Regions from separate parts of the Mus musculus genome. Here region 1 is linked to region 2. A link is a contact called in public Hi-C data. All regions are on one chromosome and are shown on one strand. The core of a region is the stretch at or near the end of the contact, and the rest is flanking DNA. Distances in the headings are between cores, read along the strand shown.

What was found. A called contact is a pair of places that touch in the nucleus more often than the background predicts.
Region 1: a Hi-C map of the G1E-ER4 cell line shows a contact between it and region 2, with 2.2 times the contacts expected there. The contact joins two enhancer-like sites. A contact is called at or near these places in 3 of 39 promoter capture datasets (the C10 cell line, hippocampal neurons and liver), 1 of 15 datasets of contacts at CTCF or cohesin (large pre-B cells), 16 of 484 Hi-C or Micro-C datasets (the AML12 cell line, the C10 cell line, CD8 T cells and 11 more), 5 of 115 datasets of contacts at active chromatin or transcription factors (astrocytes, embryonic basal ganglia, embryonic hindbrain and 2 more) and 3 of 9 other capture datasets (adipose tissue, embryonic stem cells and liver).

Annotation. Positions count from the first base shown.
Region 1 is chr3:53,511,094-53,517,141 of GRCm38.p6, reverse strand. It overlaps Frem2 (Fras1 related extracellular matrix protein 2), which reads left to right. Exons shown (of 24, transcript NM_172862.3): 24 at 101-3,204. The coding sequence ends at 610. It also overlaps the pseudogene Gm23675. Among named protein-coding and RNA genes, the nearest start is that of Stoml3, 25 kb to the right of the region's middle. Within about 2 kb of position 2,856, at least 12 of the 459 cell types and tissues checked have an H3K27ac peak or open chromatin away from gene starts, as enhancers often do. A contact at or near this core is called in the G1E-ER4 cell line, where this site is marked.
Region 2 is chr3:53,031,842-53,037,525 of GRCm38.p6, reverse strand. No RefSeq gene overlaps it. Among named protein-coding and RNA genes, the nearest start is that of Lhfp, 6.9 kb to the left of the region's middle. Within about 2 kb of position 3,930, at least 26 of the 459 cell types and tissues checked have an H3K27ac peak or open chromatin away from gene starts, as enhancers often do. A contact at or near this core is called in the G1E-ER4 cell line, where this site is marked.

The DNA.
Region 1 (6,048 bases), core at 1,607-4,106, 480 kb before region 2:
GTCGTTTATCATGACCTCTGTCACAGATTTCTTCTGCAGATAATCTTGAGTTGGGTGCACACTGAATTTAACTTCCTAAACCTGGGGTTCTGTTTCCTAGGTTGCCTTGGGCCGAGAGTGGTACATACACACAATCTATACGGTAAAGTCTAAGGACAACACCCATCGAGGCATTGGCAAGAGGAGCCTGGAGTACCAGTATCACTCAGTGGTGCATCCCGGACCACCGCAGGCAACCACCAAGAGCTGGAAGAAGAGAGCAGTCAGGAGCACGCCCTCCCTCGCAGGGGAGATCGGTGCTGAGAACAACCGGGGAACAAACATCCAACATATCTCCCTGAACCGCCGTGGCAAGAGGCAGGTCCCCCACGGAAGAATTCCTCCTGACGGCATCCTGCCCTGGGAGCTCAATAGTCCCAGCTCTGAAGTGAGCCTTGTCACTGTCCTGGGAGGCCTCACGGTGGGCTTGCTCACAGTCTGCCTGGCTGTGGCTGCGGCCGTCATGTGCAGGAACAGGAGCACTAAGGGCAAGGATACTCCAAAGGGCTCTGGAAGCACTGAGCCCATGATGTCCCCGCAGAGCCACTACAACGACAGCTCGGAGGTGTGATGGCCTTCTCTTCCGTGTGCCTCAGAAGATGGGGCAGGACCCCCGACTGCTTGGGAGCAGCAGCAGAGAACTGAGAGCTTTCCGTGACAAAGGTGCTAAGAGCCCCTGACTGTATTAAAAGATTTTGATTTGATTTGAACTCTATTGCGCCATGCATGCATCAAAGGACAAATTCAGGCCACATCTTTCCTGCTGCCCAGAAGGCATCCAGGATGCTTAGAGCCTTGGTGGGCGGGCAGGGGAGGTGCTTCTTGTATTAGGCAGCGGGTAAGATGAACCAGCTCCGAGGTGCTCAAAGGTGCTCAAGGACTCTCTGGGAAGTCTGAGAGGAGATAGCTATCACTCTGTTTTGTTAGTGTGAAATTTGAAGGTGCTGTTATCATTTGTTTATTCTTTGTATAACTGAACTGTTTGAATTGGTAGGCCCGAAGCGTGACAAACACACGGAAATGACAAGTTGTCTAATCCGTGAAGACAACATGAAGTCATGACCAGGGCTAGTTCAACCCACGAATCACCTCTTACTGATGGGAAAACATAGAAGGAATGACTAGAAAAAAAGGAAAATTTGTTTGGATCTGAATTGCTTCTCATTCCCCTCAGACCTCCTTTGTCTCACTTGCTTATTTAACATTCACTTAAACCAAAGAATATATTAATTCTGGAAACGGATTTTTAAGAGACTAACGTCTTCGGGATATATTTGCAGCCAGGCTCTCGTTAATCGGCCTCACTGATAACCCAGCCTTGGTGTGAAGCAAGAGAGTTGTAGACGTGCCGGCAAAGAGACACCATAGAGTTAGATTCGCCACACGACAAGGTTCTCAAGAACTGAGCCTAGATGTTTACAGTATTGAACCCGTGCATAGTGAGAAACAGCTTTACCAATGGTGAAGGGTGAGAGTGATATTTATTAACATGCTTTGGACCACCAGAATGCCTCTTGGGCGCGTTTTCTAGAACAGTGATGGCAAATGAGATTAGTCTTAGAGGAACAGCCGCACGACACCATCCGGAGCTTATATCAGCCACAGGAAATTGTATTAGGCTAAAATCTGCTCTAAATAATGGGAATCTCTCTAGACATGTCACTCCAGAAATTGACTTGGAGGTGGCCATGGCTGTCAATCATTCTCTTCAGTGATCCAGGAAGAGAACATCTCTGTCTGGCCTCCCCCAGTTCAGCGAGCCGGTGCTATGAGGTTGCCCTCTGGGACCTTATCTGTGTTCTGTCACTTTGATCGTTCACTGTGTAAAAACCTCTTCAGAAGAGTATGTTAGAAATTCTGTTTAGAACAGGAACACTTCAGCAGAGTAATGGCCATTTCCTAAAACCCAGTGAATACATTTATACCAAAATGAATGCCTTCACATAGCCCTCAAAGGCTGCATGAAGCCCCTCACGCTTCAGCCACACCCTGGCCAAGCTGAACCATCCTGGTAGAATGGAGATACTCGGAAGCAAACTTCATCTCAGGTCATTCCTGTATGTCAGTGGGTATCAACCTGTGAGTGCCAGCCTGTCTATCAGTGGGTGCCTGTGAGTGCCAGCCTGTCTATCAGTGGGGAGTGGGTGCCTGTGAGTGCCAGCCTGTCTATCAGTGGGTAGTGGGTGCCTATGAGTGCCAGCCTGTCTATCAGTGGGTAGTGGATGCCTGTGAGTGCCAGCCTGTCTATCAGTGGGTAGTGGGTGCCTGTGAGTGCCAGCCTGTCTATCAGTGAGTAGTGGGTGCCTGTGAGTGCCAGCCTGTCTATCAGTGGGTGCCTGTGAGTGCCAGCCTGTCTATCAGTAGGTGCCTGTGAATACCAACCATATCTTGACTGAGAAAGGGAAGCTGCACTGGTCCTGAAGGAGAAATGCCTGTTGCCTGCTTCCCTCTCCATCCAGTGTCTTTCAAGAGATGAGACACACTGTAGCACCCTTCTGTTGGGGAGCTTAGCGAGTCCTATCTATAGCACAAGTGTCCCCCAGGGGACTGACTCACAGGGGCAGAAAGCGTTGTCAGCCCAGGGGTCCACTTATCAGATGGAGTGGTTCATTATCATCCTTTCTTTGTTTTACCTCCAGCAGACCCTTAGCTCCATGTTTGGCTACCTCAGAATTTGGGAATGACCATGTTGCCAACAGTATAGGAACTTCCACTGCTTAGCTTTCAGTTCATCTTCTGAAGATAGTCAGAGCAATTGTTCTCAACTGGCTTGCTGTTTCTAGTGGTTGAGCACTTCCAAGCCTGACTGCCCTGTGGCCTTCAGCTCAGGAAGTGAATATAGCAACGAATGGCACATTATCATATATTGTGACCAGGATGCGTCTATGCCAAATCTCACTCGGCTGTGCATTGTTCTATTGAAGCTATTGTCTATAAGTTAGATGTTATATTAAGTACAAGATAAGCCTAGCCTCCTGCAATAGGAAATGTCAGTATTCTTTCTCTCTCTCCCATCTCTTCTTCCTCCTCTTACTGGTATTTTTTTTTCATAATTTTAAAAGTATCTATTTACTAAATATGTGGCTTAAAATACAGTAATCGTTTTAAAAATCTTTTCAATAAGAAAAAAAAATGTTTTTTAAATAAAGTAAGTCTTTGTTTTCAGTATTTTGTTTTTTTAATATTATGATATTTTGAGAACAAATACTCGAAGTAATTTCCCATAGAGAATAGGCAGTCAACTCTAGTTCTTGACTTCCTCCAAACCTCCTGATAAAGACCAACATTTGGTTGGTATTAAAAGCAAAGATAAATGTTAGCATCAGTGGCCCTCCTAAGCATACAAGCAACAAAACATTAAAACCCATGAATAACAGGACTGGAGCAATGGCTTCACAGGAAAATATACACAATACAGTGTTCAGTACTGGGGATGGTACCTACGACTCACACATACACGGTGGGTGGCACTACCTCTGATCTACAGTACAACCCTTTCTTAAGGTTTTGGCTTGATACTGTTTAGCCCAGACTAGCTGTGAACTTGCTCTTTCGCTCTGGCTGGCCTTGAACTTTCAGTCTTCCTGCCTCAGTCTCCCACATAGGGAGAGTCACAGCCCCCACCAGCACTGTCCTCTTGATCATCCATTCTGACTAACGGCTAGAAACCAGGCCACTCACCCTGCCCTCAGGCAACTGGTAATCAAGTAAGGCTCTGTCTTTGGAGGGAGGTGAACAGAGCTTCTTCTAGACAAGCAAACAGGGCCATGTGTGTATCTATCTGTGTCCCACAATGAAACTTCTTAGAACATTATCATTAGATTCCACTCTTTCTTTTTTAACCTCAAAGCAAGCCTAGTATGACGTCTGCTGCCCTCCCCCCTCCCTGCCCCCACAGCCTGTCATTTGTAAGGACTCTGTGTATGCTCAGAATCAAGGAAGCGCCTGTGCGAAGCAAAAAGTTCTATCCAGCCACCTTACTATAAACTCTTTCCCAGCACAGCCGTTTCAAAGTTAACATTTAAACCCATGTAAAGCCAGGCATGGCGACTCACACCTTCAATCTCAGCACTCAGGAGGCAGCAGCAGCAAAGGGATCTTTATGAGTTTAAGGCCAGCCAGGTCTCCATTGTGAGTTCCAGGATAGCCAGGCTGTGTGGACAGCTACTGTCTCAAAAATAACATTAAAATAAAATTTAATAGGAATATGGCTGGCTGTGATGGTGCATGCCCTTAACCTTAATGCCAGGACTGGGGAAGCAGAGGCAGGTGGGTCTGCATAGTGGGTTTCAGGTCAGCCAGAGCAATAGAGAGACTGTCTCAAGACCAAATCAAACAGCGAGCATTTTCTCACACTTGGGTGCTGGGAGTCCAACTGTTTCTGGGAGGAGGATTATGAAAGTGACAATCTGGGAATTAAATGCAGAATCATAGTTTGCATTTTTAAAAAAAGAACCTTTATTTGTTCTTCATGAACAGCATATTCCCCAGTCTCCCCCTCCTCTCGTACCCATCCTCCATCCTTGCAACCTCCAACAGAGAAAAAGAAAAAATCTCCTCGTGGAAGCTGTAGTATGTGAGTGTGTCTCATGGTATACCCTTTTGTTTACATTTCCTTGCTTGCAAATGGTCATTGCAAGGAGTCCTTTCACTGGTACAAGGCTTCCGGCTTCTGCTACACTATCAGTATTGGAACCTCACTGGGACTCCTCTTGGATATCTTGATGTTGCTCTGTATCATGGAGATCCTGTAGGTTTGGATCTGTAGGACCAGCCCCATTCATGCACTCATGGATGGGGTAGATGTTGGGAACGGCCAATTCATTCATAGATCTGGACCTGAGAGGTATTTAAGCTGATCAGCCCTCCAGCTCTCACGTTCTCCTGACTCAGGACCAGCTCACCTACAGCGCCTACATTTAGGGCCAGCTCTACTGTGCTGGCCAGAAGAGGTGCAGAGCCTGCTCTCTATAACAAGTGAGTGGCAGGGCCAGCTCTCCTGCTACCGTGGTCCCAGAACCAACTCTCCCACCCTCCTCTCTGCTTCCTACTGACATACATGTGGCACAGAAGCCACATCTGCAGTGTCCCTAGGGACAACCATAGTTTGACTTTAAAGAGTTTGAAAGTTTATTTTGAGAATATGTACTTAATGTTGGTATGGAAACCAATTCAGCCATTTGATAGGGAAAAGAGAGAGAATGTTTGTCGCTTTACAGATGGGAAATCCTTCGAACTGTGTGACCTTGAAAGAGACCACAGGAGCATCTTTTTCACATCCCTTCCTCTTTCTAATCCTGACAGCATCCAGGAGGTCACAGGAGCATCTTTTTCACATCCCTTCCTCTTTCTAATCCTGACAGCATCCAGGAGGTCACAGGAGCATCTTTTTCACATCCCTTCCTCTTTCTAATCCTGACAGCATCCAGGAGGTAAAGAACACAAGAGTTCTCACCAGGTTACTACTAACGAATGGGGCACGATACCTTACCAGCACTCATCTATGTGTAATTTGGAAGAAAACTGTGACTACCGCTATTACAATACTCACAAATGCTTGCACACATATTAAAAAAAAATCTTGACTCTGGATAGAGAATGTGCTACATGCATAGTTCACGTGGAAATAACGCGGGTGATTTTCAAGATTAACACAAAGGTCATTTGTGAAAACCCATTGTGGGTATTTGTTTAAAGGTTAATTTATTTCCTTGAGTCGTTTTCCTAGAAGTGATCCTAATACTGCACAGTAATGGCAAACATTTCAAGACAGGGGTATCAGTTCACAGCCAACCTGGTGTTGAGTGGCTACTTCCACTTTGGTAAGACATTTAAAGTAGGAAATGTTTTCCTCCCTTTACCACCAAAAGACCATAAAGGAGTCAGAGAGCAAAGGAATTGATCCCCTAACAAGAGTTGGTGAAATGGATGGGTTGTAGCTGAAACCCATGGTTACTGGCCTCGCTACCTGTCCTAATGTTCTAGGTTCCTGAATGGAAGACATACATG
Region 2 (5,684 bases), core at 2,681-5,180:
GGCAGGAAGGCTGTAGGTACCTAAGAAAACTGTAGACAGGACAGGTGCTGATGGGACCAGGGAGGAGAAGTTTACCTGGCTACTCATTCCTGGAATGCCCGTCAGCTCTTCACCAATGAGAAAACATTCCTGAAGGGCACTGCTCCACCCGCACAACTGCAGTTAGTACAGAAGCAGTGAACTGCTCTCTTTCCCTCCTTGTGAACCAACCCCTCTGCTTCCTACATCCCATCTTGAGACTGATTTGAAAGGCTACTGTGAAAGTATCTTACTCCATTTTGTCAACCTTAGCCACAGGGAACAAGGTTCCTGGCCCCTATTTGAAGTCGTGTGACCAATGCTAACATGCCATTCGTACTCTTAGCACAGCTATACCAAATGGGGTTGGCCCATCCCACTTCCTGTGAATGTCCTTTAGTGCTTTTGTAGACTTGCGTCACCTTACCCGGCAGTCTACTTATGTACAATTTCTAAGCATAGCAAGCTGTATGACTATTCCCCAGAACACGCGTGGAAATAATGTGTATACTGCCTCTGATCCACTCCCAGCGGTGCTGTCTGCAAATTACCTTGAAAATGTAAAATGTCATGTAATTTCTATATATTATCCCCTTACACATTAAAGTAGCAGACAAATCTTAAATCAATAATTTATTCATAAGTTGGAAAATGTGAGGTATTAAATCACATTTAATATACTAAGGGTTTCACACTGAGCTGTCAAAATGGGAAATGACCACAATACATATTTTAGCTAGATGGCCAGTATGCATTGTGCATAGTTAGGTTTCTAATGAATCATGGTTTCTGTGCTACTATAAAATTATTATTCTTTTCTTTCACCATCATCTCAGGAGTGGTCTGTGGTTTCTATTTTTCTTTTCACAGTATGTAAAGAGATGTATTTTATGAGGACAGTTGACAGTAGATAAGAATTGTTGTCATATTTTGTAGGGTTTTAAGGCAGTGTATTGTTAGACATCCTAGACAGGGCTTTCAACTCACAGCAATTCTCCTGCCTCAGCCTACCAGGTGCTGCGGTGTCAGGCATATGCCATCATTCCCTGAAAGAGTTAATTTGTATGCACAATAATAGAGACTAGCAGTCGGTTGTAACCTCTGAGAATTTTGAAATCTTAATTCTCCCCATCACACAGTAAAGGATATTTGTGGACCGATATGTTAATAGACTGAACTAACAAAAGAAAGTTACAGTTGAAACTTGATATCATAATTCCCCAGAGGAAGTGGTTTCCTATTTTAGCTGTAGTGAAATGGAAGACTTCTCCCCAGCTCTCTGGTTTCCTACAAACCCTGGCCTCTGCACGCATGCCTGCCAACTAGACAAACTGAAGGGTCAGGAGAAGCCGGGTACCTAGTGACTCTCCCACACCAGCAGGAGACTCTGAACCCAGGAATCCTGCTCTGATCACACTGCAGAGACGGAGAAGAATGGCCATGCGTGCAGTGCCCAGGGTTCAGGGCAAAGACGTGTTTGCCCCTCACCAGGTGACAGGCTTCAATTAGCCACCAGCAGTGAAATGGACAGCACTCTGGGCTCTACCTGTCACTTTGTCCCCTTCAATTTGTTCGGATTTCAGATGAAGAAAATTATTATTATTTGCTGCCCTCCTTCAGAGACCAAGTGGGATTGATCATGTTCATTTAGCCTTTATTTGTTTGTTTGTTTATTTATTTATTTATTTTGCTGAGAGTTTGCTGGGAGCTCCAGAGTGGGGCCCGTAAGACACAGAGAAAACAAGGAAACTAATGTTCCAAGTTGGCATTGAGCTGAACTGCCAAAGATTGTCTCCTAAATGCTCTACTCAGTTGACTTGCCAACTAGAGTGAACGGGTGAATGAGATGGAATGGCGGTTGGCTAGTTATATCTCCAAAGATCAATATCTCTGCATGGTGAAAGCTAGAGAGTGCAGGCAACGTGACAAGTGCAGAAGATAAGGGATAAAAACAGAGTTAGAAGCAGGATACAGCGTCGAATGTAGCCAGACACCGGAACGGCACGAGGAAGCACTCACACACGCACACATGCATGCATGCATACACACTTGAGCACACAAAGAGAAAGAGAAAGGTGGGGGGGGGGCAGAAAATGAGGGGAAGGGGAAGCAGGAGGGAGCTGAGAGGGACCCATAATTTCTTTTTCTACTTGAACTTACTTTGGACTCAAAGCGCCCGAAGGCCTAACTACAAGAAAAGTTCTCTGAACCTCAGGAGGCTGACCTTGGCCTCCTACTTCTACCTTTATTGATGGAGGTGCCCACATTGCTATTTGTTTCCTGGAGAAAGCTCTCACTGGGCTGTGGGTCTGATTTGTCTCACTCTCCAGGAAGTACTCACCTTGACTCCAGACTGGGAAGAGAGTTCCTGCTCACGGGTCCACAGGAGCCGATCACTTTAAAGGAGACGTCCATCCTTTATAGCTTCGTTACAACCCCCTGAAAGGGAAGCATGTGCCTGGGGTCTGTGGCCCCTTCCCGCAGAATGCCCCATACTGTCACCTAATTAGGGAGCTCCGTCTGCTGCTGCCTTTGTGAGTAGCCAGGTTGGCTCATCTCCCCAGATGAACCCTTTGTCTTGTGCCTCTTGCCCAGGCTGCCCTTGGAAGCCGAGTCTTGGTTCTAGTCTGTGGGCATTTTCAGCTTTCCCCATTTTTATCCATGTTGTTCGCTCTCATCCTTGGAGGAGAAGGGCATAGACAACTGGACCATAAACACCTCTTCCCCTGCCACATCTCAAATAAAGAGACACCTCTCCTGATGAGAGATAGGTGGAATATGCCTTTCTCAAACATTAACTGACTGCACACCAGGGTTCTTTTAAAAATCATATCAAATAGAGACCGGAGGGTTGGCCCAGTGGTTACGAGCAGTGGCTACTCTTCCAGAGAGTATGAGTTCTGTTTCAGCACCCGCATGATGGCTCAGCCACCTGTAACTCCAGTCCCAGGGGATCTCATGCCTGTGATGTACAGAAGTATATGCAAGTAAAACACCCTATACATTCATGAGTCAATTAATTATAATACAAAGTAAACTTGTTTAAATACATCACTAGACTCTAGTCTTTGCTACGTAAAAAAACCAATGGCTTAGTAGGTAAAGTACTCACTGAGCAAGCATGAGGACCTGAGTTCAGATCCCTAGTGCCCACTGAAAAGGCACAAGGAGCCAGGACCTGGTGCTGTATGCAGACGGGGAGCTTGCTGGAGCTTGCTGGAGCTTGCTGGAGCTTGCTGGAGCTTGCTGGCTATAATTCAGCCCCAGATAATGAGTTCCAGGTTAAGTAAGAGACCCTGTATGAAAAAGTTAGAGATGTAGAGAAAGACACTTAGCATTTACCTCTGGCATGCATGCACATGTGCACGTGTGTGTGTGTGCACGCATGTGTGTGTGCACACACACACACCACAAACACATAGAATAAGGCACATGACTATATTCCAAAGGATATATCTTTAAAGTCAGTAGCTTTTCATCTACTTAGCATTGTATCTTATATCATCTTAGATATCTCAAGCTAAAAATATTAAAAATAGGAAGCCCACATGACACAAAGACAGAACATCAATATATCTTTTCCTAAAGAGTCATAACTAACTTCTGGCCATACTATGAGGAGTCAACATGCAGGGTCTGGACCTTAAACAAATCGATAGTGACTCAGAAGCTAGTTGTAATTATTTATTATTTATTATTTATTTATATTCTGGTCAGAGCCTTTACCTAATCAAACCAACATGTCCCATCACTTGCCTGAGGAGAGATGGTCAAGCCCTTCCTGTGTTTCCGTTAGGGGTGAGGGCTTGAATAAATGCAGGCACTGGGATTGTAGGGCATTTTCTGCAATGTCCTGTGCTTGTTTCTTGATACTAGAAGCCCCCTAGTGTCCAAAGTGCAGCAAAGGGGGCACATCTTCCATCGTGTTTCCTGTAGGGAGGAAGGAAGGTAGTGGACTGCAGCTACACTGACTTTTCTGGTAATAATGACTAGCTTCCCAGCGCCTCTCTGTTCAGAACACTTTAACCTGTGAGCATTGTGTGGCTTAGTACAGAAGTGTTGAAAATACCAAGAAACCACAGGTTCTCAAATGCCTTCTCTGCTATTATGCATTCATTCTTTGGTCGATGGGGTTTCTCTGTGTAGCCCTGGCTGTCCCAGATCTCTCTGTGTAGACCAGGATGGTCTTGAACCCGGAGATCCACCTGCCTCTGCCTCTAGAATGCTGGGATTCAGTGTGTGAGCCACCACACCAGACTTACAAATGAACTCTTATTTTGGTCCTCATTTTTTGTTTTTGGTTGGGTTTGGTTTTCAACCTCACTGGGCTTTTCTTTCAGAGTCATGATTCTTAACCAGAAATTACACGTATTATGCTTACTGATAAATTGCTACATTCTTTCATGCCAGTTGCTGTGTTGAGACCATCATGGGTCTTATTTGAGCATGCGTGCAGCTGAGGGAGGGGACCGAATCACCTAGATTAGAGCAAGTTTGAATCTGGTGAACTGGAAGAGACACAAACATCTGCTGCTTGTGTGATGCCCTCTCATTTGCATTTTTAAGTGTAAAGAAAAAAAAAAGGAGGCACAAAAAAAGATACTTGTGAGATTTTAGCATAGTTAGGAGGCAGGAACACCCAGTTCTGGGCTTGATTTAGCTGCCAAATCGCTATCTGACCTTGGACAAGTAACACTGTAAAGTGGGGCATCCGATTATCCTGTTTCCCACACCAGGCACAGTGGGACAGCAATCCGAGATCCACTGGACTGCAGAAACAAAATCCAAGGACCCCAGAGATGGCTTAACAACACAAATGTCTTCCTCATAGTTGTGGTGGGTGTGGAGTTCTTCAGAAGACTCCGTATCCGCTGAAGCTAGCTTCCGGGCTCACTGACAGCTGTCCTCTTATCTTTCTCCAGTTCACCTTATCTGGCAGAGGGGAGGAGGTCCCTTGCTGTTGCAGCTGCTGCTGCTTCATCTTGATCATCATGATCTTCTTCTCCTTCCTTTTCCTCTTCCTCTTCTTCCTCCTCCTCTTCCTTTCTTCCTCCTTTTTCTTCCTCTCTCACCATCACTCATTTGCTGTGTCTGCACAGGGCAGAGAAGACAAGGGAGCTCTCTGGCCTTTTTCTTTTTTTAAAGCCCTGATTATAAAAGTATTTCCCACATATTTGTTCATCTCCTAATGACCCTCTCCCAAACACCATTGCGTCCAGGGCAATTAGACTGTGTAATGAGCCAGACAAGGCTGATGGCCAATCAGGCTGGTAGCAGATTTCTCGCCATAGTATGCAGGTAAAACCATATGGAGACAACGTTGAATGTCCAACAACATAGGAGAGACCCAGGTGAGCTGTCACACATACCCACAAACCCCAGAAAGGGAACCAAAGCAGACCAAATAACTACTGTACCAAAGCCCAGCTTGGCAAACCAATGGGTTTTAGTGTAGGAGTATGAGCAAGGGTTTACAGGAGCTCCGTGACTTAAAAACAGGTACATCAACTGAAGAGCAGACCCCAACACAGTTAACAAACCGCGAAGGCTGTAACCCACCACCACCCGGCCCTCTGCACAACTCAGACAGCTCTACAGAGCCAAGGAATCACTACAGTTAGGTCGCTTGATCAGCATCTCTTCCCCTGAAGTGGTTTGCTCCTCCT